6 separate regions of the Mus musculus genome follow, and all the other regions are linked to region 1. A link is a contact called in public HiChIP or PLAC-seq and promoter capture Hi-C data. All regions are on one chromosome and are shown on one strand. The core of a region is the stretch at or near the end of the contact, and the rest is flanking DNA. Distances in the headings are between cores, read along the strand shown. Region 1 holds the start of Zfp37 (zinc finger protein 37). Region 2 holds the start of Susd1 (sushi domain containing 1). Region 3 holds the start of E130308A19Rik (RIKEN cDNA E130308A19 gene). Region 4 holds the start of Inip (INTS3 and NABP interacting protein). Region 5 holds the start of Snx30 (sorting nexin family member 30). Region 6 overlaps Snx30 (sorting nexin family member 30).

What was found. Promoter capture Hi-C pulls out the DNA fragments that hold promoters and counts their contacts. HiChIP or PLAC-seq counts read pairs in DNA pulled down with a chosen protein or histone mark.
Region 2: a contact with region 1 is called in an H3K27ac HiChIP or PLAC-seq map of embryonic stem cells, with 13 times the contacts expected there. The contact joins the promoter of Susd1 here to the promoter of Zfp37 in region 1. A contact is called at or near these places in 1 of 39 promoter capture datasets (embryonic stem cells) and 1 of 115 datasets of contacts at active chromatin or transcription factors (embryonic stem cells).
Region 3: an H3K27ac HiChIP or PLAC-seq map of embryonic stem cells shows a contact between it and region 1, with 6 times the contacts expected there. The contact joins the promoter of E130308A19Rik here to the promoter of Zfp37 in region 1. A contact is called at or near these places in 1 of 39 promoter capture datasets (cranial neural crest) and 2 of 115 datasets of contacts at active chromatin or transcription factors (both in embryonic stem cells).
Region 4: an H3K4me3 HiChIP or PLAC-seq map of stem cell-derived neural progenitor cells shows a contact between it and region 1, with 9 times the contacts expected there. The contact joins the promoter of Inip here to the promoter of Zfp37 in region 1. A contact is called at or near these places in 3 of 39 promoter capture datasets (cranial neural crest, embryonic stem cells and liver) and 7 of 115 datasets of contacts at active chromatin or transcription factors (astrocytes, embryonic stem cells, stem cell-derived neural progenitor cells and 1 more).
Region 5: a promoter capture Hi-C map of embryonic stem cells shows a contact between it and region 1, with 6 times the contacts expected there. The contact joins the promoter of Snx30 here to the promoter of Zfp37 in region 1. A contact is called at or near these places in 3 of 39 promoter capture datasets (cranial neural crest, embryonic stem cells and hippocampal neurons), 4 of 115 datasets of contacts at active chromatin or transcription factors (astrocytes, differentiating embryonic stem cells and embryonic stem cells) and 1 of 9 other capture datasets (embryonic stem cells).
Region 6: an H3K27ac HiChIP or PLAC-seq map of embryonic stem cells shows a contact between it and region 1, with 9 times the contacts expected there. The contact joins the enhancer-like site here to the promoter of Zfp37 in region 1. A contact is called at or near these places in 7 of 39 promoter capture datasets (the 3T3-L1 cell line, cranial neural crest, embryonic stem cells and 4 more) and 4 of 115 datasets of contacts at active chromatin or transcription factors (differentiating embryonic stem cells, embryonic stem cells and stem cell-derived neural progenitor cells).

What each region holds. Positions count from the first base shown.
Region 1 is chr4:62,206,867-62,211,005 of GRCm38.p6, forward strand. Zfp37 (zinc finger protein 37) reads right to left here and starts at 1,680. Exons shown (of 4, transcript NM_001290351.1): 1 at 1,463-1,680. The coding sequence starts at 1,495. Gm30451 (a long non-coding RNA gene) reads left to right here and starts at 2,058. Exons shown (of 2, transcript XR_390634.1): 1 at 2,058-2,099; 2 at 2,250-2,536.
Region 2 is chr4:59,436,775-59,440,913 of GRCm38.p6, forward strand. Susd1 (sushi domain containing 1) reads right to left here and starts at 1,859. Exons shown (of 17, transcript NM_001163288.2): 1 at 1,432-1,859. The coding sequence starts at 1,549.
Region 3 is chr4:59,623,959-59,628,097 of GRCm38.p6, forward strand. It overlaps E130308A19Rik (RIKEN cDNA E130308A19 gene), which reads left to right and starts at 2,253. Exons shown (of 4, transcript NM_001015681.2): 1 at 2,253-2,533.
Region 4 is chr4:59,782,153-59,786,291 of GRCm38.p6, forward strand. It overlaps Inip (INTS3 and NABP interacting protein), which reads right to left and starts at 1,703. Exons shown (of 5, transcript NM_001013577.1): 1 at 1,576-1,703; 2 at 102-182. The coding sequence starts at 126.
Region 5 is chr4:59,803,740-59,807,878 of GRCm38.p6, forward strand. It overlaps Snx30 (sorting nexin family member 30), which reads left to right and starts at 1,911. Exons shown (of 9, transcript NM_172468.2): 1 at 1,911-2,486. The coding sequence starts at 2,331.
Region 6 is chr4:59,893,871-59,898,009 of GRCm38.p6, forward strand. It overlaps Snx30 (sorting nexin family member 30), which reads left to right. Exons shown (of 9, transcript NM_172468.2): 8 at 655-807. Among named protein-coding and RNA genes, the nearest start is that of Slc46a2, 19 kb to the right of the region's middle. Within about 2 kb of position 2,356, at least 81 of the 459 cell types and tissues checked have an H3K27ac peak or open chromatin away from gene starts, as enhancers often do. A contact at or near this core is called in differentiating embryonic stem cells and embryonic stem cells, where this site is marked.

The sequences.
Region 1 (4,139 bases), core at 430-2,929:
GAGCAGTCAGTGCTCTTAACCAGCCCCTGCTTTAAAGATTAACTTGAGAAACAAACACTTCCAAGCTTTACTCTCTACCACATCATCCTCTGTTACTTTCTTCATAGCAGTTACCTTTGCCTGGAATTATCTTACTTACACGGATATTTACATTTTATTGTCTCTTTTCTGTTTCTCAAATTTAAAAGGCAGACTCGGAGGTGGGGAAGGGGGAGGGGAGAGAGAGAGAAAGAGAGGAGAGAGAGAGAGGAGAGAGAGAGAGCGAAGTTGGGTGAAGAGATGTCTCAGTTGTTAAGAGCACTGGCTGCTCTTCCAGAGGACCTGGGTTCAATTCCCACCCACATGGCAGTCTGTAACCCCAGTTTCAAGGGATCCGACACCATCACACCAATGCACATACGATAAAATTAAATAAATTATTTTTAAAAAGAGACTGGCCCTATATGTTGCTACTTAAAATTCTCTGGCATAAAATAGGTGTTCATCTTATACTCTGTTTTACAATTTTCTAACCATTGACACTCAAATATCCCTCAGTCACTAACCTTCCTAAACCTCCTCTACATAGAAGTTCCCAATTACCATTCTTCACAGAACAGTCACTAACCTCCACTCAACTCCAGTGACCTTACAGAACCTTCTATCATAAAACCCTGAAAACTCACAAAGCCTTGGCCTCAGAGTCCTAGTCACAGAATCATAATAATTATTATTAATTCCTACCAAGAACCCCATCACTAAAGGGACAGTTAGGACTACTGATACCCTTTCTCCCTAGATGACAATCTGCCATCCAAATAGGCACTTCAATATAAGACTTCTTGTATTCCACCAACTGTCATCTGCTCATTAGCCTCCAGGTTCCCCCCTCACTGCCAGTCATAGCACACAAAACGAGGACTCTTAAAGACATTGCTTATTAGACTTCCAGAAATGCCACCATTACTGACCCCAAGGGCTCAAATTCTAATCCCCACATATTCCAAATGAACCAGTTCTCCAAATCTCAATACTGCCCCTCCCACAGTGCAGCCTGTAATCCCCAGTTACCTAAAACACCAGCTCCCAAGCAGTTCAAATTCTAATCCTTGTAGGGCTTCCCGTCTGTAATACATCACAAAGCCCTCATTTCAGATCTTGCTAGCTTTCCAGACCCAGACTCAGTCACTGTGACTATTACAGATGCCTCCCCGCTCCCAAGCATCACTTACCTAGACAGATCCGTCAAAATACTGATTTCCGAAAGTTACAGCAATCCCCAACTCCATATGCCCCCAATATCACGGGCACTTAATACTCCATATGCCCATAATACCCCAATACCTTGGTCCCTTAGAACACCGGCCTTCCCAAAAGACTATTCAACAACAACGCCACAGATTCTCAAATCTCGTCCACTAGGACTCCAGTCACCCTCCAATCACCGACAACCAAACCAACCCCAAGCCCTTACCGCCCTCACCGCATCGCTTTCCGCAGGCTCGGATGTAGCCATCTCCTCCGGACGCCTGGCTTTGTCCGCACTCCTCCGATCCAGCGCCTCTGGCTTTGTCAGGTCCTCGATGGAGTCAGAGGCCGATATGGCGGCCACCCCGGGCACCGCTTCAGAGGGTCCGGGGGCTTCGATGGCGGAGACCTGCGGAGATTGCTTGTGGGCGCGGCCATCTTGGCATGGACCCCGCCGTACAACGGAGGCGCGGGCGCCTCTGGGATCACTGTGCCGGCAGGGCTGGCGATTCGTGAGTCCTGGTTCCCGGAGCTGCGACGTGTCCCAGGCAGGAAGTGCTCAGAGGAGCTGCTGCGCGGGACACGCACCCCAGACCTAAATTCGGGAGGCGCGGGGAGGCCTCGCCTCGGGGGTTCTGTTACAGAATTCGGAATTACTTTTCCAAAGGGTTTTCCAGTTGCGGTTGCCGGGGAAACCCGGGAAGCAGGATGAGGAATCCAGAAAGAGAAAGAAACCAGAAAAGCTGGTCTAGACTAGTAACGTTGACTTACAGAGAGAAGACATTTATCGCTAAGACATAGCAAAAATTCTTTGGATTACTGTTATAATGGAGAGGGGAGGGAAGAGGCCGACAGCGAACACGGCACTCCTGGTGAGAGCCCAGCACTGGTGAAGACATTTCCTCAGAACTGCACAGCTGTTAAAATGACTTCTCAGTGCACTACTTAACAAGCTCATTGCGTTTACTCAACAGTTTTTATGTAGAATTTTTGATATGTAAATATGTACAATCCATGTGCAGGATGAAGAACAGGACTACACAACCTTCATCCCCCTCCTCAGTTTGGATTCGCAGTAGGGCAGAGATGGTGAGATTACTGCAAATGCGTGGTTTCTCATTGATTGACTCAACACCCCTATTGGAAAATGGATCCAGTGAGGAGACTGCCTGCAATCCCATTACGCAGGAAGCAGGGGCAGTGTTTTCAAGACTAGCCTTGTTATATAGAGTGAACTTGAGGTTAGCGTGAGCTATCCAAAGCACTTGTCTCAAAAGGGCAAAATAAAATAAGGGTTTTTATAGCTTTATTCAATGTACAGCGGGAGAAAGAACAGAACTGATTTGTGGGGGCCAGAGTATAAATATAAGAGTTAGTTCTCTCTTTATGGGGATCCAGGGACTTCACTCCGTTCTCCAGACTTACCTACCACAATGGTTGCTATTTACACTCCGAGCCTTCTCACAGGCACTAACATTTTAAGCTGTTGCTGTTTTTCCTGAAGTCCCCTTCTGAAAACAGAACCTAGGGCCTTGTGCTTACTAGGCAACTAACTACTCTGTACTGAGCTAAAGCCCAAAGCCCAAATTAAAAACAAACAAACCTGTTTTGCATGCCGCCCCCGCCCCCGCCCCCACCCCCACCCCGTCTGCTTGTCTCCCTTAGTTTCACCTCCAGTTCTTGAGCCTCTGGTAATGGGGTATCCACCAGAGAAGACTGCTCAGACATGGGTTCAAGCCAACAGAAAAGCTAGCCAGTGACTTCCCTGGGTGTTTGGGATCCCAGTGTAACACTGAGCCTTCCTCGGGATGTGCTTTTAAGTACAAAAAAACATGTTCTGGGTTGACATATTTCAGCTAACAAGAACAGTTAGCCAGAAACAGAACTGCAGAAGCAAAAAAGCAAGGAACTTAGAGTTTGTATACATAGCACCAGACCAACCTCCAACACTTTCTTTAACCTTTCTCACCTTCCTCCCCCCGCAACCCCCCCACCCTGCCTTCCCCCCTCCCCTCCAGGAGAGAAATGATAAATGAGGAGCGAGGGGTGAGGGGAAGAGAGATCCTCAAATCTAAACTTTGCTTTGTTTCTTCCCTGACCACTACCAATAGCAACCTGTAGGCAGCACCCTAAATCCACCGAAATACCAATAACTACCTACCCCACCTCTTGGGAATGAGGGCATTGTGTTTCTTGCTGTCTGATGGCAATGGCATCTTTGGATGAAAATTGGGATGTTGGCCAAGTCCTGGGAGAGTTGGTTGTTTCGTTTGCTGTCCAGGAAAGAGCATGCCTTACTGAGGCAGTCTGAGAGGCTAGACCACCTGCAGCCAGCTGCTTTGACTTCATTGGTTTGTTCAAGTGCTGATTTCTGTGCCCAGAGATCTAGTTGCAGTCTGGACTTAGGACTCAGTATTTTGTAAAACAGTTTTCCATTACCTCCTGATTGGTTAAATAAAGAGCTGATGAGCCTATAGCCAGGCAAGAGAGCAAAAAGTGGGACTTCAGAGCTGGGGGGGGGGGGGGGGAGGGAGAGAGGGAGGGAAGGAGAGAGGGGGGGAGAGAGAGAGAGAGAATGAGTCAGCACACAAATGAAGGAATAGGCCAGGCCAGCATTGTCAGGTTAGAATAGTTCAGAATCTGTCCAGCTATCATGCCTGAAGCTTTTATAAATACAAAGTCATTATTCAGAGCAAGGGCTGGCATAGAAAATTCATATTTTTACATTGGTGTCTGAAAACACACAAACTATTAAAAGTAACATTGTAGGGACATGTTTGTATTAGCACATGTATGAAATGTGTGGTGTGTACAAATCAGTTAATGATAATTCTCTGTTCTATGCCTGACCAGGTGAAAGGCATCTCTGTAAGTCAGGTTGAACCGCATCACTAAACTGTAATGGAGTGCTA
Region 2 (4,139 bases), core at 609-3,108, 2.8 Mb before region 1:
TTTTGCAAATGTTTGTTTTTGAGACAACCCACTCTATGGTCCAGACTAATCCCAAACTCATGGTGCCTCCCTCCTCCGTGTCCCAAATTCTAGGATTAAGCATGAACCACCACCACTCTGGAGCTCAGTGCTTGGCTTTATTAAGGAGATGCCAGAGAGAGACTGGGTGTCCTTGTATGTATGTACTGTTTGCCATCACTCCCTCAGTGTCCTACAATGGCTCCTGGTGGCTTCTCACCAGGAAGGAACAGTTAAACCCAAACACCATGCTCTCTCTGCCAGTCAAGATGAGACTGACTCCCTCTTGCCAAATCCAGTCTGTTTTCTCATCTCTAGCCCCTTCTGTATTCTGCGTCCTGCTTTCCCACGCTATCCCCAGTCTGAAATCCATCCATTACTCTGTTGGGCTTTTCGTTTTGTTTGTTTGATCACAGTGTTTCACACTGTAGATTAAACTACTCTGGAACTCACTATGTAGCTCAGACTGGCCTGGAACTCACGGCAGGCAATCTTTCTACCTATCTCACACATTGGATTCCTTTTTACACACATTTCTAAAGACCTCTTACTATGGAATGGGGCACCCCTCCCCTTTTCCGAAATCCAAGGAACCGCTCAGCTTGTCTCATGCATAATGGCTGCCCAGTAAAACACAGTTGTCCTCTCCTCTGACCAGTACACCTTCTCAGAGCACTTGACACGTTCTGCTATTATGTGGGCAGACTTCGCCTCATTTTCCTGTTTGAATCCTCCGTGTCAGGTAAATCCCACCACGCTCACTGGTCCCAATTTGTCTAAAACACAGACTATTTGCCTGCCTCTCTCCTTGGGACTATGAACCACTAGAACGCCAACATTGCACGGTTACATCTGACCCAGGGAAGATATTAAAGGACTTTCTACGGATGGATGGATGGATGGATGGATGGATGGATGGATGGATGGATGGATGGATACACAAATGCATGGATAAACAGACTAAATAAACGAATGGATGAATGAACTAAAGGATAAACTCTTCCTATAAACTTCCTTATTCTTCTTTACATTCTTAACATTTAGTTCTTCGTGGAAGTGAAAAATAAGGAAAGGGACAGGTGGTGGTGGGAGAGCCACTACAGGTCAGGAATTTGTCCTGCAAAAGCCAGGGAGACTGGAAGCTGTAGAACCAGCGGCTCGCCCTCCCACATCCTCCACGCGGCGCACCGGTCCCCCAAACCCCCACCCGAGTCCAGTCCCCACCCCACCCCCACCCACTCCGGGAGACGCGAGTTGGAGCAGGGCCGCCTCCACTACACACCCCACAGTCCCCGGGGCGGGCAGTCTGGCGTGCTTCTCGCCGCTCCGCCTCCATGATCCTTCCACGCCCCGACTCTGCGCCTCCAGATCCGGAGCGCGAAGCGTCCTGCGCGCCGAGTACCCTGCACTCACCTTCCGTGCCAGGCTCTCCGCTGACGCCGCGGGCTAGGCTGAGCAGCAGCACGAGCCGCAGCAGCCGCTGCAACCCGCATCCTGGAGAGCGGCGCGTGCCCCGGGGACCCCGGCCCATGCCGCTGGCTCCCTCCCGGCGCCCGCCACTCCCCGGAGGCCCCTGTGCAAGGAGATAAGGCCAGAGGCGCGAGGAAGGGGCGGCGCAGAGGCTTCCGGCGCCGGGTTGCGCCGGTCCCGGCGGGGAGCAGGGTCCCAGGTCCCCGGATCTAGGTGCGCCTGGTGCACCGGCTGCGCGCGAGCTGAGCCACGGGGAGAAAGCGGACTGTGCTAGGGGGGAAACATCGCAGTGCAAGTGTGACTTGTGGAGACCAGAGAAGTGCAGTAGCCACAGGAAAGGGTCTCTGACTGGACGGGTCAGAGAGTTGGGAGGTGGTGGCCGCCCGCGCGGAGGGAAAGAAAGGAGAGGAAACTAGTCATGGGCCAGTTCACCCGGGGTGCACATGCTGGAACAGGTGACAAAACAAAAGTTCCAGCTACTTGCTGGACGACGCCCTCCTTGGCACGTTAGGAATCGAACGGGGAGAGACACGTGGTGAGAAAGACATGGAAGACAGGACAACCGTGTATTCTAGAAACCGAGGGACCGTTTTAAGGTGGGGACAAAAGGTTAGAGAAATATATGGCAGAGTTAAAGAACTCTGCTCTGAGAGTAGGGTCAGCATCAGGGCGTGAGGGGATCCGGGAAGGGGCAGGTGATCCTCTGAATTTTGGAGAGAATCAGAAATGGAGTGTTCAGGGACAGAGTCCACCACGTCTTAAGATTAGTGCAATATTAGAGAAAGGACAATATTAGATCAAGGAGAAACTGTGAATGTCGCTTAGATCTATGCTTTGGGTGGACTGTGGTGGGAGACTGGGGAGCAGAGGGTTAACGTGAGTTAGGAATTGGGGTTGAGGGAGGCTGAGGAAGGAAGATCAGTTTTGTCTGTGGGGCCCGCCCAAGTGCAGGGGGCACTCCCCACTTCAGCAGGTACCCTCATTTGCTTTCTCACCGGTGAACTAGCCCTACCTCTAAGGCAGGCAAATACACCCATATAAGGGCTGAACTTGGGCTGCCTTAGGAAGAAACCGTTAAAATAAACTTCCTAGTCTCTTGTAACAAGTTTTCTTGAAGATTATTTCTGTCCAACAAAGAAAGAAGCCTGCTTTGGGAAGTAGTAGAGCACCATGAAAGTGTGAACATGTCTCTAGGTGTTTGGGCAAAACCAGTCTCCAGGAACCCTCACAGGTCATTGCACAAATCCACTGTTCAAGACATTTTTAAAACAACCTTTATCTCTACTTCTCATGCCCTTCTGCAAAATAAATATGTATATATACTTTAAAAAAAAACATGATGCATGAAAAAACAACTATCCAAGACTTGGACATGGGAAGGAAAATTACTGGGTGTCTCTTTCAGCATGCATGGGAGTAAATGCTATCTAACCCACTTTCCGTGGATTATTCAATTCAAAAGTGTACTTTTATGAATGTCCTACTGACTAGGTTTGTTTGTGGCTTTATAAGAGTATACGTTAACTTAAATAACCCCGATGACAATATTATCAATCAGAGCTGTCTGTCTGTCTGTCTGTCTGGGGTCCTTTACCTGAATAGAAAGAAATCCTGAGACCACAATGGCAGTGCATGCCTTTAAGCCCAGCAGTCAGGAGGCAGAAGCAGAAGGATGTGAGTTCCAAGCACCTTGATCTACACTACAAGTTCCAGGATAGCCAGAACTACGTAGGGAGAGCCTGTCTCAAAATAACAAACAAAAAACTCTGAGACAAGCAGAGAGGCTTTTCTGGCTTTGGTGCCCTCTAGGTCATAGGTCTAGAGAGCCTGTGGGCTGGACTAAGGGACGGTGATAACTAGGGGCCTATTGCTTCATGCTTTACAAGCCAGAGACATGACTAGGCATTCAGGCTGGAGGCTTGTTCCTCTGGACTTTAACCACCAGCAAACCCCAGCATTTTGCAACTGTTGCAACCCTCTTCTTCCAACAGCAGTATGAGGGAGCAGTAGGCAGTTCCTACTGGGACTGCAACTCCTGAAAGGGCTCTGGGTTTTTGGACCATCAGCTCCTTATAGGAGCCATTACAGCCCTGCAGCCCAGTGGCCAGAGACTTTGACAGCTCCTTGGAACTCTTCTGGTGGCTTAGACACACAGACTTTTTTTTTTTCTTCAGCTATTCACAGTACTCTGTCTCCATGGCCTTTCTCCCTATCCTGCGCTGTCATGCTCTGGAATGTTTTAGCTGCTGCACCATCTTCTTGGCATTGCTGCCTTCCACTGTGTCCAGCAACCATCTCTTCTTTGTGTTGCCAGCTCACCCAGGGCCACTAAATATAAAGATCAAAAGTAACCAGGAGTTGAGGGTGTAGCATGCTTATCTACCATGCATGAAGCCCTGGGCATAAAATTGAGGTTGTGCAAGCTGTGATCCCAGCACTCTGGAGGTAGAGGCAGGAGGATCAGGAGTTCAAACTACAATACAAGCTGAAGGCCAGCCTGGGCTATTTGAATGTCTCAGATATTTAAAAGAGGAGTCAGGGTGGGGCTAGGGAGATAGTTCAGTGAGTAGGAACACTTGCTCTGCAATATGAAGTAGAATCTCCAGGAGCAATTAAAAGAGGCAGGCATCGCTATACATGGTGCTAACCCA
Region 3 (4,139 bases), core at 1,003-3,502, 2.6 Mb before region 1:
ATAAAACTATCCAGCACCATGAGACAGCTAAAGATATCTGTTTTACAATGTTTTCAGTAGCAGTTTCTTTTCATTGCTTGGTTTCTTGTTGCTTGTTTTGCAGATAAGGAATCTACAAGTTCGACAAACTGGTATATAGAATGACCATTTTTAATAGCAAATACATACAGTTAATTGTGGCAAAAGTAGAATATAAAATTTAGTTTCTTAATCACTTTTAGTATATAGTTATGTTAAATATATTAAATCTTTTTATTTTTTAATGTTTTTTTTGAAACAGGGTTTCTCTGTGTAGCCCTGGGTATCCTGGAACTCAGTAGCTAGCCTCTGCCTCTCAAGTGCCCGGGTTAAAAGTGTGTCACCACTGCCTAATTATATTTACAATCTGTCACATTCTCATTTCTCACCTAGGAATGATTGAGATTTCTTATCACAGGAGGGGTAAGACCAAGATGTGGATAGTACCTAAGGCTAATCAGGTTATTTCTAAGTCTGACTTTCTACCATTAGACATGGTTTGGAAAGGGCTCAGTGCTGTGAGGAGAAAAGGGAGCCTGGAAGCAGTGGATGACTCTGAGCTCCAATAACAAACTATGTTCTCAAGATTTCTTAGTTTCTCTAAGCCTCAGTTTCTGAAAACTAAAACTACAACCATCTTATGAACTGCAATATCACTTCTCAGTAGGTACCTGAAAATGTGAGGCTGGAGAGATGGCTCAGTAGTTGCTCTTCCAGAGGACCTGGGTTTGATTCCCAACACCCGGGAGGGAGCTCACACCCATCTGGAATTACAGTTCCAGGACATTTGACACCCTCTACTGGCCTGGGAAGGCACCGAGGGCATCTCTGGCACAGAGATATCCATGCAAGCAGAACAACCCCCACACACATAAAAAAAATTACATTTTGTATCAAATTTTCTATAGAATAGTAATGTTAGTAGCACCAGTTTTGTAGCGTTCCTAGGACTAACTGAATTAACAACTTACTAAGTGCTTGGCACAGACATATCTGGGAGGTGCTATGAAAGGGGTTTTTAAACACACAGCCTTGTCTCAGTGGTGCCATGCTGTGTAGGTAGCTTTTAGTGCCTTGTGTATCAGAGCACCTCTGAGAGTTTTAGCTGTTACAACGGCCCCACTCCTGGGGTGGGATGAATGTGTAGATGCCAAAGTACAGCTCTGAGCTCAGTGAGTCTACTCTTGAGCCAAATACAAATGATGGCCAGCAACATGGATTCAGATTACCCTGGAAGACATGCTCCACTGTGGAAGTAGTTACATTAGCTTTTATTATTATTATTATTATTATTTACAGAAAAAAGGAAGTCATAAAATCAAGGCAATTACCAAATGGCAAGGCCTGCAGGTTGGTGGATTACAGCAAAGTGGGCCAAATTTACAAGTTTCAGGTACTGATGAGATTTGTAGCTTTTGAATCAGTGGAAGCTAGAGGTCAGCTGACAATACATTTCTTCCTTCTTTTTACTATTACTACTACTATTATTATTAGTGGTCGTTTTGCCAGCATGTACGTCTGCACCGCTCTGTCGTACCGCGGGGACTGAACTCCAGACTGTTGTGAGATACTGCCGGGAATCAACTTGGTGTTCTGGAAGAGCAGCCAGTGCTCTTAACCACTTTTTTAGCCACTGCTAAAAAAGACATATTAAAGAGTTTCCTAAGGTCATGAGGGTATTAAGTTTGATGGGTAGGCAATAAATAAATTATTAAGGCGTGTAGAATCTTTAACACCTTGCACTATTCTTTATTTTTTTCCCTGGGAACTCCAGTTTATTAGATGTGTGTGTGGATGCGATGCGGTGGGACATTAGGACACTATGGAGTAAGTACACTGCGGGTCCCAGGCCACCCGGCACAACTCTGTCTGAGGTGTCACACACCTCTAACGCGATCAAGCTCTGCTTACTTCAAGTGTTTAGGCTGAAGTGCGCGGAGGCCAGGACAGCGGACACGCGTGGAAAGTGGCACAGACCGTGCGTGGGTTCTGTACCTGTCGGAGCGACGGGGGCCGAGCTCGGCCGGCTCCGGGCTGCTCGCGTCGCTGACAGGAGCTTGGCCCGCGCCCCCTCAGGGCAGCGAGCGCCGCGGGTCGAGCGCCTTCCGCGGGCGTCGCTACACACTTCCTGTAGGTCCCGCCGCCTGAGGAGCGCTTCCGGTGCCGGCTGAAGCTGGGGTCCGAGCCCCCGCCCCGCCCCTCTCCGGCCCCGCCCCGCGCGGCCCCGCCCCCGCGCTCCAAGCCGGGCGCGCGGAGCCCGGGGCGCACGGAGCGGCGCGCGCCGGTGGCCGAGCCAGGCTGGCGCCTGCGCCCCCCCCTCTCATCGCACCACCGCCGTCACCCGCCGCGCAGCCCGTGGGGCGCCCTTCCCGGTTCACCGACTCCGGCCCCGGGGCCTCCGGCTGTGGTGCTGCCGCCCTCCGTCCCGCCGTCCCTCCCCGTCCAGCTCGGGCCGCCGGGCTCCCGCAGGCCCCACCGCCCGCGTTCCTATGGACAGACGCACAGACACCTGCAGGTGGGTGAGAGCCCGCGCGGGGCTGGGGAGCACGCGGGCGCGGGGCCTCTTTGTGTGTGGGCGGCCGCGCCGTGACCCTCAGAACCTTCCTTTTGTCTGCTCCGGGCCAGCGAGGCGGGAGGGCGCTAGGGGCGGAGGGGTCTGCGGGCGCAGAGCGGGGCGCGCACCGGTTCGCGGCCGGCGGCGTCTTGGCGGGGACTGTCGGTGCGCCGGCGTCCCCCGAGCTGGGCAGGAGGGCGGGACGGAGGAGGAACGGTCTGCCTAGCTAGTTGCAGAGTCTGAGACACCTCGGGGCTCTGCCGGACTAGCTTGGTTGTCCGGAGGTACCGGGAGGTGCGTGTGGGGCGTGTAAAGGAACGTGCGGCGCTTTGCTCCCTTATTTATTGTTTCTAACGGAGGAGGGCTTTCTCCCAAAAGCTCCCCCCAATCTGAGGCTGCGCACAGTGATTTGGGTTTGTTATCAAATAGATCAAGAAACCTAGTGTCCTGGAGAGAGGAGGTTGAGCTGACCAGCAACAAACACATCAGATGAAACAAACAAACAAACAAACAGACAAACAAAAAATGTTTGTGGTTTTCTTACGGCTGACTTTAATTTAAAATGTTAAAGGTCAGGCAGTGACTTAAATGGAGAAAATCGAACATGGCTGATTTTTTTTTTTTTTAATATTTTTAAAGAAATTGTTTTGAAGTTGTGGAGTAAAGTTTTTTCTTGTGGTCCTTAGGATTATCACCGATAGAGTAGTCTACCTACTAAACAGTTAATTGGAGTGTCATGTAGTGACAGCTTTTATGGTAGGGCTTGCATTAGAGAGTAAAACAATGATAGTCTTTCCATGCAGGCTAAAACCTTTGTTTTCCGTTTTAAGATAGGAGATTTTTTTTTTTTTCATAGCATATGAAGAGAACGTGATGTTAGAAGTGATTTTTCCCAGCGGTATTTCCTTATTTTACATGATACATTTATTCCTTACATGCGTACAAACCAAGGGTAGGGTTGTTGTACGTTAGATATAGTGTTTTGAAAGGTGGAAGGTAGTAGCTCTGTTTTTTCTTATTTGATTAGCTGGCTTACTTCGTGAACAGTTGCTATGTGTTCATAAATGATCAAATAATAAATGAAGTACATTAAGCATTCATAAAATTCATTTCACAGACTCACGTTTCTATGTAGGTATTGGGTTATGCACTATGTTAATCTGTTTGTTCCTCACTTTTAGAAACTTTATTTTTGTCTACTGTGAGAATTCATATTGACATACATAAGTCTGACTGTTACCGGGAAATGGTTTTTGTTTTTAATAGTTTTGAGGAGCACTAAACAGCCATTTGGAGAAAATGGAAGATTCCTTTAAAAAGAAAATCTAAATTTGAAGGGAAAAATACTATGGTATGAAAGCTCCTTAAATTTCTATTAAGTTGTTAAAATTTTAAGAAAAAATACAATTCAATGTACTTTTATTCAAGTACCCTATTTTTTTCATAAAAGAATTTAATATGCTTAAAATAGTGACTTTTTTGTGAGAGGAAAATTTACCCTAGATTCTTGCCCCAGTTACATTAGATTAATGATATTGTATACCGAATTTTTATAAGTTATCAGACT
Region 4 (4,139 bases), core at 453-2,952, 2.4 Mb before region 1:
TGGATGCAGTAACTGCTCTATACTAAATTTTCTCTACCTCAAATATATTTACTGTATGGGAGAACGTTCCTAGTAATAACAGAAGTCCCAGCATGCATTACCTTGTCCTGAAGGATTTGCTGCCATCTTCCTATTCTGGGTCAATTATATTCAGTGGCCACTGATCAGGACTTTACAATCATCTGTAAAAAAATTTTTGTGCACACATAAAATGCACTGGCCTTAAATTACAGACTCAAAAAAGAACAGCTAGGCTGAGTTTGGTTTCTTAGTCTCTTAAGAAAGATACACGTAAAAAACACAGACTTAAATCAGAAATTTAGCTCTGCAAATTCCTCATGCACTTCATTAAATGAACATTTTTTTTTTCTAGGACTTAAGTTGTTAATACCAACATTTAGCATAACTTTTAATTTACATCATCAAGATGTATTTACCAAATATATCAACCTTTTGTAAAGTATCCACATAATCAGTGCTAGGAAGAAAAATAAAATTCTATAAAAAGCACTCTCCGTTCATTTAAAAAACAAATTCCAGCATTTGCTGTGCTGGTGAAAGAAAGAAGGAAAGAAAGAACCAACCAACCTAACAAGTATCTACTCTGCGCCATATATTGTGTAAGATGTGTCCCCAAAAATGTTTTTTAATGAGCATTTTTATGTACGTGGAGGCCAACAGTCACAAAACTAGTAAGGAAACCTGGACTCCTGGTTCCTTTGTGTGTGTGGTGCATGTGTGAGCAGGGCAGGAAAAGGCATCAGATGCCTTGTGCTATCACTCTCTACCTTCTTCCCTTGAAAACAGGGTCTCTCACTGAGCCCGGAGCTAGGCTGCCACCCTCACCGATCCTCCGTCTCTGCCTTCCCTCAGCTCTGGGGTGCAGGTGTCTGTCTTCGGCCATGGATGCCGGGAGATTCCAACACAGACCCTAATGCTTGGGCAAGTGCTCTTACCGGCTGAGCCACCTCTCCAACCCCAAGCCTGCTCATCTCTAAGTTTAGAAATAAAAGTTTTGCATTTGGCCACGCCGGAATCACAAGACAAACTCCTCGACCCTTGAGTTTCATTCAAGTAATCACACGGGATTGGGGATGGAGGGGGCGGGGGAAGGAAAACTAATTTAACAAATGTGCTCTTTAAAAACGTGACCGCGCATAGCGGTAATTCCAGCCCTCTGGAAGATGAGGCAGAAGAACCCCGAGTACCCGGCCAACCAGGGCTACACAGCCCGACCCTGACTCAAAACAAAACAAGGCGCGAACGGGATTGCGGAAGTAGAGAACTATTGTTGAGCGAAGACACGAGCTCTAAGCAGATGCCGGGTGGAAAGGACTCGCGTCTCCCACGGCTGGGGCTGGAGCACGGCATGGGCGAAGCCGAGCTCGTACCGAAGGCTATCAAGGCCACCCTGAGAAAGGGTCAGGGTGACCCAGGAGTCCCCGCCCGCGCGCGGGGTGGGCGAAACCCAACGGGAAGTGAGAAACCCTCGCACACTATGCCGCGCGAGGCCGCTGCCCCGTGGCCAGCGTTCGGGCCACCCTTCTCTTGGCGTCACCAGTCCTTTTTACTTACCCGGAATGCGAGGAGCCTGGAGAAAGCTCGCTGTCCGGTCGCAGCCGTGCAGGGGGGCGCGCCCACGCAGAACCCGGCGAGAGTGCAGCAATGCACCGCGCTACAACCTTCCCGCCGGCACCAACTTCCGCCTCCTGACTGACGGGCCCCCTGGAAGCGGAAGTCCCGCCTATCGACTGGACGCAACGGACGCTACCCCAAGTGATTCGTAGTTTAAGCGTTTCTTCGGCCGGAAAGGGTTTCCCTTCCGAAGAATGACAGTCGAAGAGGCTCACGGGAGATGCAGGCCGTACAATTGGGGGCGGAGCCAAACGCTGATTGGCAGGAATAGAGCAGGGTCCCTAGCACCTAAATTGATTCTTTTTTTTTCCCCTTCAGGTTTGCAGGAGATTAGCTGTCTGTCTGTCTGTCTGTCTGTCTGTCTGTCTGTCTGTCTGTCAGGATTTATTTAACCCTGATGTTAATCCACTTCAGTAGAGCTTCAGAGGGAGGTTGAGCACACTTTCAGGTTTTAACAACCATCCCAGGAATATTTTTGTTGTTTACCGTCTGAGTCAATAATTATACACAAGGTGAGCACTAAATAGGTACAAGTTTTCACTAGTGTGCATAATCTGAATTTTAAAAATGAAAGTGTCGGCTGAGAGCAGTGAGGCATGCTTTTGATCCCAGCACTCTTGGAGGCAGAGACGGATCTCGGATCTCTCGAAGTTTGAGGCCATCCAGGTCTGCATAGCAAACTCCAGGACAGTCAGGATTACACAGAGAAACCCCCGACTCAAAAGCAAACAAACAAAAGAGTGAACGCCACACCAAGATGCTACTGGAAGTTACCCTATGCTGCATAGCCTCACGCTAAATCCAGACGTTTACCTTAAGACGTAAAAGCGTTTGCCAGGCGGTGGTGGCGTGGGGGGGGGGGGGGGGGGGCAGAGCCAGGCATAGCTCTATGAATTCAAGGCCAACCTTCAAAGCGAGTTCCAGGACAGCCAGGGCTACCCAGAGAAACCCTATTTGCAAACAAACAAACAAATAAACAGAAATGCAAAAGACATAAATATGTTTTAAGGTGTATTTGTTCTGTGATTATCAACCACTCTCCACAACTTGCACCTGTGCTCTTAATTAATATTTGGGATGTTGGAGATGTAGCTAAATTGGTAGAGTCCTTGTCTAGGACACAGGAGGCCCTGAATTTGATACCTCACACCACATAAAATTGGGCATGGTAGTGTATACTTCTTAATCCAGCCTTGGGAATTTAGTGGGAAGAGGATCTTTTGTCCAAGGTATGTAGCTTGAACAAGGAACATAGCAAGTTTAAGGTCAGTATTGACTACTTAAACCTTATTTCTAAAATAATAATTGATGTTTGCTAATGTTTACAATGCACAGTCCAGGACTGAAACAGTAAGTTCAATACCAAAGATTTACTTAGTTCACAGAAAAAAAAAATTGTTGCATGTTTTCCACGTGCTAGGTGCTTGCTCTACATTAGTTTATGCCTTCCTGTGATTTGTATATGGGAAGCAGAGGTGTTACTACATTGTATCCAGCAATGAGCTGAGCTAAAACCCCAAAACTCTACCAAATTCTTAACTTCTGAATATTGTCTTTGCCCTAGAATAGCAGTTTTCAACTTGTGTACAGGGATAACATATAAGGTATCCTTCATATCAGATATTTACACTATGATTCATAACAGAAGCAAAATTACAGTTATGAAACAGCAGAGAAAATAATCTTATGTCTGGAGTCACCACAACGTGAGGAACTGCATTAAAGGGTCAAAGTATTAGGGATTCCTCTGGAACCAGCTCATTGTGATTCCCCACCCCACCCCACCCCCGTTGAGACAGGGTTTTGATACACAGAGGCTGTCCTTGAACTCACTTTGTAGCCCAGGCTGCAGATGGGAAAACTCCTGTCTCAACTTCCTGAATGCTGGCACTTACAGGCCTGAGCCTTCACATCCAGTTCCAGTAACTAATGAAAATATAAAGCATGTTGGTAATAAAGTTTGAGTCTCTTCTGTGATCTGCTGGGAAAACACAGCTTTATTCAAGCTTTAAAATCCTAACAAATTCTTTCAGTTAAAAGGTCCTGGTGAGGCCGAGGCTGACTTAAAAAATAAATAAGATCTCTATTCTTAGGAGAATTTTTTTTTTCCTGTTGCGCAAGTAGTCAGTGCAAGAACCAGGGCACAGGAATCTCTTTAATTCCCAAACGGGGGAAATAAAAGGGTTAACAGCTGAAAATGTTTACTCCCCTGATCATGACCTCGTGAATACATACATCTTACTATTATAACTGCCTACACAGTAGTTAAAATAATAACACATTAAAATAGTGGGCATTCTAAAAGAACATTGTTTAAGGAGTGGAAGAAAGTTCCTCTAAAACAATTCGTAGTTCCCTGACCAGTTCAGTATGACTAAAAAGGGGGAACATGATCAGCAGAAAGATAAATTTTACTCATGGCCAATTGTTTTGCCTTTGATTTTTGTGACTAGTAACCCTTGAAATCATTTTGTTTTCTCCTTGAGAGTTCTTGGAACTTCTAT
Region 5 (4,139 bases), core at 661-3,160, 2.4 Mb before region 1:
TAGTTTTGATGACTACCTCTTCTTGGATCATTGTGGTCAGATGCCTCTGACAGACCAGGAAAGTAAATAAAGAAACTTTCCCTTTAGGAACCTGGTCCTTCCTTCCTTCCTTCCTTCCTTCCTTCCTTCCTTCCTTCCTTCCTTCCTTCCTTCCTTCCGTCATTCCTTCTCTCTCTCTGTCGCTTGCTTTCTTTCTTTCTTTCTTTCTTTCTTTCTTTCTTTCTTTCTTTCTTTCTTTCTTTCTTTCTCCTCTCTCCTCCTCTTCCTCCCCATCCTCTGTGGGGAGACATGAAACAGTTTCATTCTGACTCAAACTAAGGACATGGAGTTTGGAATGCATCATATAATTAAGGATATTCTGTGGTTGTCGTTTCATAAGAATAGGAGAGAAAAACCTGAGGGCAAAGGAAGGGAGTTAACATTTGAGGAGCTCCTAACACTGAGCAAAGGCCTCAAGCCTGGGAGTCCCACAGTGTCTCATGGATGGCCCTCTGCGTCCCTCTCCCTACCTGGCAGGCTGGGAGACAGTTTTATTTTATTGTGTGCACATGTGAGGGGTTAGAGGGACAACGTTTGAGGAGTTGGTTCTTTCACTTCACCTCATTGTCAAATCTAGGTTCTGTATAAAAGCAGTGTTGTTTTAAAAATTTTATTTATATGAGTACACTGTACACTGTCGCTGTCTTCAGACACATCAGAAGAGGGCATCAGATCCCATCACAGATGGTTGTGAGCCACCATGTGGTTGCTGGGAATTGAACTCAGAACCTCTATAAGAGTAGTCAATACTCTTAACCACTGAGCCATCTCTTCAGCCCTACTTCTGTGAAATCTTAAGAGCACCATTATGTTGAGGTGGCCTAATTGTTTAAATAAATAACAATATTCAAGAAGAAGATCTGCCAGATATCTATAGATCAGTCGTTTCTAGTTATATTTGTATTGTTTACTTTAATGAAGATAATAGGGTATGCAATAGTTTTAGGCAGCTCCTAGATATAAATGAAGTGACAATTTTGCCCAACTCAGGAGATCAGACCCTAGCACTCCCATGAGGCAGATACAGCATTTAAAATTGCTGTTTAGTGCCCTTTCAATATTATTTTCCCAACCAAGGCAGACTGCTCTGGAGGAGATAAAAGACAATGGATACTGTACTAAGGGCTCAACTCTTTGGACTACGTCAGAAGGGGGCCACTGAAGTTAAATGAGACTCTGGTAGTTATTTTGGGTTGGTTTCAATTCTGCATTCTACATGTTTTGTTTTTAGAGAAAGTGTGACAGATAGAGAGAGACCTTTGTGAATCCCAATGTTAAAACCTGTCACCATTTTTTAACAGGAAAACTGGACAAACCTAAGAAGTTCAAGGACTGGAAAAAATGTCTTTCTTCACAGTGAGCCCCACACAGTATTTACGTGTTTGCTAGATGGGCAGATGACCCTCTAACTTGACCTTCGAGACTGAAGCGCCAGTGACAGGTAAGTGGAAAAGGGGACAATGATATACTTTAAAGAGCTGGAAGTAAAGCCCAGTCTATCTCCACCATGGCAGCGAATAAAAGCTCTGGAGAATTCAGTTCGGCCCGAGGCCAGTATAGGAACCATCAATGCGTGAAAAACAACTAGGACCTCACGGTTCTTGCAGACCTGGTTGGCTAAGTGTGCACGTCAGGACCGTAAATCATTTGTAGCACACGCTATTTACGGATGCTCATGCTTCTGAGGTTTCGCCTTACATAAACCCCGCTTAGCTGCAGAAGCCAGTCGGTATGGGGACTTCAGTGTGGAGTTGAAGACATACCACACTGCCTCTTTAAATGTCCTTCTAGTTTTTCTACTGGATGTTCTCTAGTTCCTCTGAGCCACGTAACCCTTTACGATACTAAGACACGCTCCACATTTTTATTTCTTTCTGCGTGTGCAGTGTGGCTGGAAGATCCTAACTCACACTGATGCTTTCTGAGCCCCCAGCGAAGCTGCCAGTGGGCGCACTTCCTGCCGGGAGGTGGGCGGGGCGGGCCGCCTCCTCCTTCAAGCTCCGCCCCACCCTGCGTCCCGCCCTCCCTCCCGGCGGGCAGAGGCTCCGCGGGGGCGGGGCTGAGAGCCGTGGGCGGCGTGGCGCTGCTAGCAGGGCGCAGGGTCGGAGGTGCTGGGGTTTGGCGCGGCTTAGCCCACGGAGCTGTGGTGTAACGCTCGGGAAAGCTCAGCCTCGCGGGCAGGAGAAGCATCGGGCGGAGGCTGCCACCACCAGCTAGTGCAGGGCCTCGGGCCGAGTGGGGCGGAGAGCTGCGGGAGTAAGCGGCGGCCCGGGTCCCGAGCGCTGCGCGCCATGGCGGGCGGGCCCCCCAAGGCCCTGCCGTCCACGGGGCCCCAGTCCTTGCGCGACATGCCGCACCCGCTAGCCGGCTCCAGCAGCGAGGAGGCCGTGGGAGGCGACAGCACGCCCAGCCCGGACCTACTGATGGCCCGCAGCTTCGGTGACAAGGTGGGGCGCTTGGGGCTGGGGACTCCTGGGGCGGAGCGGGAGGAGGATGGATCCAGGACCACCCCTGACACTGGGCCGCGCTCATCCTGGCGCCCCTTTCCCGGAGGTTAGGCGTGCTTTGGCCCCAACAGCCCTTGGCCAAAGCCTGTCCTCTCACTGCCCCCGCGGGGTCGCAGCTGCAGGCTAAGCGGCCAGAGGGCATGTGTTTTCCCTGGCTGAGAGTGGCCCCGAGCGCGGGTGACAGCTGGTGGGGAGGGGTTCGGGTTGCAGCAAGCATGTGGGGACCCGGGGCGTGTGCTGCGGTACTTCGCCTCTGTGTCCCGAGAATGAGGTCCCTCACCCCTCTAGGTGCATTCCTTGAAGAGGAGCTGCAGAATAGGAATAACTTGTTGGCGCCTCCAGTTTCCCCGGACTGCAAAAAAAAAAAGCAAGAGTTAATGGCTAATGGTTTTCCGGGGTGGGTCTGAGCAGCCTTGCTCATCTTCTCCCCAGTCGGTCATGTGGGGAGTGATCTTTGTTTAGGTTTGCTGTTTGCCCCAGGAGTCACCTGACTCCGACCTCAGCGGCGGCTAGAGGAGAGTCTCTGGTTTTCTGTCTAGGGCTTCATTCACCTCTTATAGCGAACCACATTGATTAGGTTTGGCAGTGGCTGGTTTTGTGGTTGACGGAAAGCAAGCTCGCCCTTTGACCTTCTTTGTGCAGAGGGAGGCTCTTGGTCGTTTTGCTATACTCTCCTGCTGCTTTGAGAGACAGCAAAGTCCCGTGGGGAGGAGGAAGAGACTGCATCTCCCCCCTCCCCGCCCCCATCTCCATTTCAGCTGTGACCAGGATTTTGAGCAGCGATTGTATCTGCGCTCCTGCTGCCACTTAGTCACGAGTTGCAGACATTCCAATTGTTCTTAGCACTTGAGATCAGGGTCTCTTCCTCCTATTAAAATAGTAAATGAATTCTTCCTTTCCGTAGTATTAATGGAATGAGTGGAATTGGGAGACTTAACTTTACTTCTTCTCTTAGATGGGAAAGGCATGTGGGAGGTAACATTTCCTATGGGAGAGTGTGACTTGCTGGGCCTAAGCTCTCAGAATGACCGGGAAGTGATAGGGATTTATAAAGCCTAAACTAATGAAATGGATACATTGAACAGCTCAAAATATGTTCTTGCGTTCACACTGGTACCTCTGTGGTCATTGCTTTTTATAGATTTTAAGATTATGTGAAAACATAGGCAGCTTGCAAACCCTCCCTTATGTTTGACATTCAAAGAGTGATCATTGAATGCCTGAATGATAATTTTTTTCTTATTATTAGCAGAGACATTGATTTTGAATGGATGTAGAATGGGAACTAAGGTTAATTCTCAGTTCTCTGAAGGAAATTGAATTATTTCCTTACTGCTGTGTAAGAAATCACTTCAGAATTTAGCACCCGAAAATGCTGTCTGTGAGTCAGGAAGCTGGGAGGTTCTGAGTAAGACCTACAGGATGCTGCCATCATCTGAAGGCTGGGTTGGGAGTACTCTAACGTCACTTCTAGGCTCACTCCCATGGTTCTTCACAGGCCACAGTAGAAAAGATGATCCAAGACAGCCCCATGCTCCAGCCATCCCTATAAATATTGATCCTCAAAGTGACATACCTCTGCTGGATTCTGTT
Region 6 (4,139 bases), core at 1,106-3,605, 2.3 Mb before region 1:
AGAACCAGCATGACCAGGAGACCCTCCCTAGCCATGTGAGATGAATGTACCTTACCACAGCAAAGGGACGGTCACAAAACTCAGGGACACATGTCCTTTCTAAACCATAAGAAAAACCTGAAGCCACTTGCTATATTATGCTTCAAAACTTTAATACCCTTCAGGGATTTTTTTTCCTTTGTTCTTGAGCTCTGTGGTTAACTGCCACCCAGAGTGCAGAATGGTGCCCCGTTTATGTGTGATGGGGAGTTCAGAGGACCTGGCTGGTAAACTCCTTATTCAATTCACTCAGATAAATAAGGTAAGGTGTTATCAGACATCATAAGTATTGGGCTAGCTCATGTGACCAGAACAGGAACCCCTTCTCCTCTAGTTCTGACACAAGGCGACACTGTGCCCAGGGCTGTTTGTCAGCATGGCTGAGTAAATCCTAAAGGGGCTCCACACCGCCTTACTCTGACACGAAGGAATGGTTCCCCCATGTGTCTGCTCTGCTCGGTTGGGTCAGATGATTCTTGGGGCAGGACAGTGCCTTTTACAAACCCTTCCAGGGCCTGCTTTCCAGGGAGCCTCTGACATTCTAATTGAGAACAGTGTTTGTGGAGGAGGAGAACCCAGTCACACTTTGGAGCCAAGGATATGTCTTCCTTCCAGGTGCCAGCAGATGTGGAGAAGTGCCAGGATAGGATGGAGTGCTTCAACGCTGACCTGAAGGCTGATATGGAGAGGTGGCAGAGCAACAAGCGGCACGACTTCCGGCAGCTGCTCGTGGGCTTGGCTGACAAGAATATCCAGTATTATGAGAAGGTGAACACATGCCACTGTGCTTCCCAGGAGCTACGGCCTTTCACGGGCATTGCCTTACTTAGGGATTTACTGCTGTGAGCAGACACCACGACCAGGGCAACTCTTATAAGGACAACATGTAATTGGGGCTGGCTTACCAGTTCAGAGGTTCAGTCCATTATCATCAAGGCGGGAACATGGCAGTGTCCAGGCAGGCGTGGTGCAGGAGCTAAGAGTTCTGTACTTCATCTGAAGGCTGCTAGGGGAAGACTGGCTTCCAGGCAGCTAGGATGAGGGTCTTAAAGCCCATATCCACAGTGACACACCTACTCCAACAAGGCCACACCTCCAAATAGTGCCACTCCCTGAGCTAAGCATATACAAACTACCACCGGTGTCTTCCAGATCCCCCACGTCCCATCCCTAACCTGCCTCATGTGAGCTACCCCAGTTCCCTGGCAGACTGTGCTGAGTTTCAAAGCTCAGACACCCACTCTCCTAGGCCTCCTCCTGCTGGAGGAAGTGGCTCTGTGACTGGGCAGCTGCTTCCCGGTGATACCAGCATGTGGGCACCCCCAGTTAATGGAGCCTTTGGGGTTACTTCATGTTACCTTGTGGTTTTACATAAAGGTGTCTTCACTCTCACTATGCTGTGGGCCCCTCCAGTCATCTGTTGAAGCTGACAAACATCAGACACACCAGAAGAAGGAATTAGGTCCCATTACAGATGGTTGTGAGTCACCATGAGCTGAACTCAGGACCTCTAGAAGCAGTCAGGTGCTCTGAACTGCTGAGTCATTTCCCCAGACCACACTAATACTTGTTGTTAATGTTGAACTTTAAAACATTCTTTGTGGACCTCAGAGTTAGCATTCCCATTAACACACACACACACACACACACACACAAGGAGAGGATAAAAGAGCCAACTCCTAAAATCAAGGTCCATTCCTTATGTATCTAATTTGGAGTCATTTCTAGCAATAAGTCCTGATGTCCTTTTGTAGCCTAAACTTACAGTTAAGCAATGGCCCAGTTTTAGTTGAAATAGCTTGGCCTTGAAATTCAGCTGTTGGGAACAGAACAGAACCCTGTAGGACGATGCTAGAGATAGGCCTCTCTCCTAGATTGTGGCCCTAGGACTGTTGAGCTAAATCTCCAATCCCAATAAGCCCAAATAAGTACAAACAGCACACAACTCAGTCATAATGTTTATAAGCTGCACGCCTAGATTGGGCAGATCTACCACTACACTGCTCTCTTCCCCAGCCATGAAATCCCTTGCTACTTGCGGTTCCTCCAGACCACGTGGTTCTGTTCCATCTTCCTTCCATCTCTTCTTCCTTGTCCTCCTCTCTCTCCTCCATCTCCTTGTCTCCCCCTCCTCCTTTACCCTCTCTAAAACTCCCAGCCCCACCTTTTCCTTCCTCTGCTCAATCACGGGCTCTAATCTTTGTTTGGCCTGTTAAAATGGGGAGACGTTTCACCTGAGATCACCTCTTGTGGAAGCATAATTAGCATCAAAATACAAACTGCACCAGGGCAATCCACACAGAACAGTCCTTGGCCCCTGCTGTCTTGAGGCTTAGGTGGTTGTGGCTGCTGCTCTGAGCAGATGTGCCCGCACTCGGCCTGGTTTACTAAAGGGAGCTGGGGGAGAAAGCCGCCCACTACTCTTCCACACCTTTTCTCTGGAGTCCCTACTACTTCTGAACTGGATTAGCTCTGTGCTTAGCAGTTGCCAGCTCATTAAATTTAACTCTTCATCCTGCCAAGCGGTGTAGGTATCAGAGGAGCCCTGAGTGAGCCAAAGTCCTGAGTGTATGTGCATTGTTGACCCATTCCAAGGACCCCGAAGCCTCCAACCCATAGATGCATTTCATCCTATGTGCCAGGCATGGGGGACAGCAAAGCTTTCCTTAGGGTTTGAGTATGAGTGTTTGTGAATAATTGATCAGGGTGTTCGAAGACTAGAACTGCTGCTTCCTCCTAGATGTTTGTAGCAGGAGATCTTCAGATACTAGCAACCCCTCCCCCTATGCTATTCCTAATAAACTCACTGAGGTTCCATGTTGCTGGCAGTATGAGCCCTCAATCACAATGAACACACACCCTCCTGATCCGAGCTTTGCTGTGTGTGTGTCTGTGTGTCTCTCCTTTCTCCCTTCACGTCTAGTCAGGATTGCAGGACTCAGGACTCCGAGGGTCACGGCAGGTAGTGTGATAGAGAGAATTTTATGACTGAAACCATCATTCACAGAAGTTTAAAAATTCCTCCCAAGCTGACCAGTCTTGGAGTACCAAACTAAGTATTTAACTGATGGAATCATCAGTCTGGATTGTCCCCACCCAACCAGCTTAGGAGAACAGGGGTCATACACTGTTGGCGACAGGTAGAATGTCCTCCCCATGTGAAGTCAAGGCCTCTTCTGGCTGGCTGTGTGTTAGGGGAGGCACCTGCGCAGCCTCTCTTTCTTCGTTTGTAAGTACTAATCATCTTTGCAGGGTAATTGCAAAGATAAAGTACAATGCACATGCAAGTTACCAGAACGTCCAGCATGTGGCAGACACTCAATTACAGTTTACCTCCATGCTCGTATTTGAGAGTCTAAAACCAACGAGGTCCAGTGTCTCCAGCATGCCTGTTGTGGATGAACCACCATCTCTAAACTCCCACACTTGCATCTGTCTCTTCCCATTGTAGCCTGACCTTGGTGTCTCCCTGTATCTGAGGTTGTTTCTCTGCACATTTCATATGCAAGGGACCAAATAACCCGCTGAGCAACAGCAGACTTTGCCGAACCCTGTAGGCATCCTAAGTCCATCAGAGAAGCATTAGTGATAGATTCCCAGAGGTAAGGATGGAATAAGTGTGCCAAAGGGAAGGAGCAAGGAAAAAAGTCCTCGGGGCCATGGAGTGGTCAGGAAAGAGCAGCCCGTGGAGTCTCGGAGCAGCCTTAGAACATATACTCTGGGCAGAGGGCACAGCACATGGAGGTCCCTAAGTGAGGAAAGAGCTTGGCACATTTGATGACTGAAAAGAATGATCAGCATGTCCCTCTTGGGACAGGAAGGAAGGAAGGAAGGCAGGCAGGCCGGCCGGCTGGCCGGCCCTTTTAGCTGTGAGGGGTGGCCTTGAGTTTAGAATGCCGTGGGCCTCCCTCCCAGTCCGTTGCTGGAAGCAAGCTCCACGAGGCTGACTAGGCTTTCCTTGTTTAGGACAGGCGTCCGAGTCTGGCTTCCTCGCCAGCCTCAGAGTGGACAAGGAAGGTGTGAGGGAGAGGTTTCAGCACTCACTCCTCTTTCTGCTTGGCCCCATGCTGCCTTTCTCCACCCACCCTGCAGACCTCCGC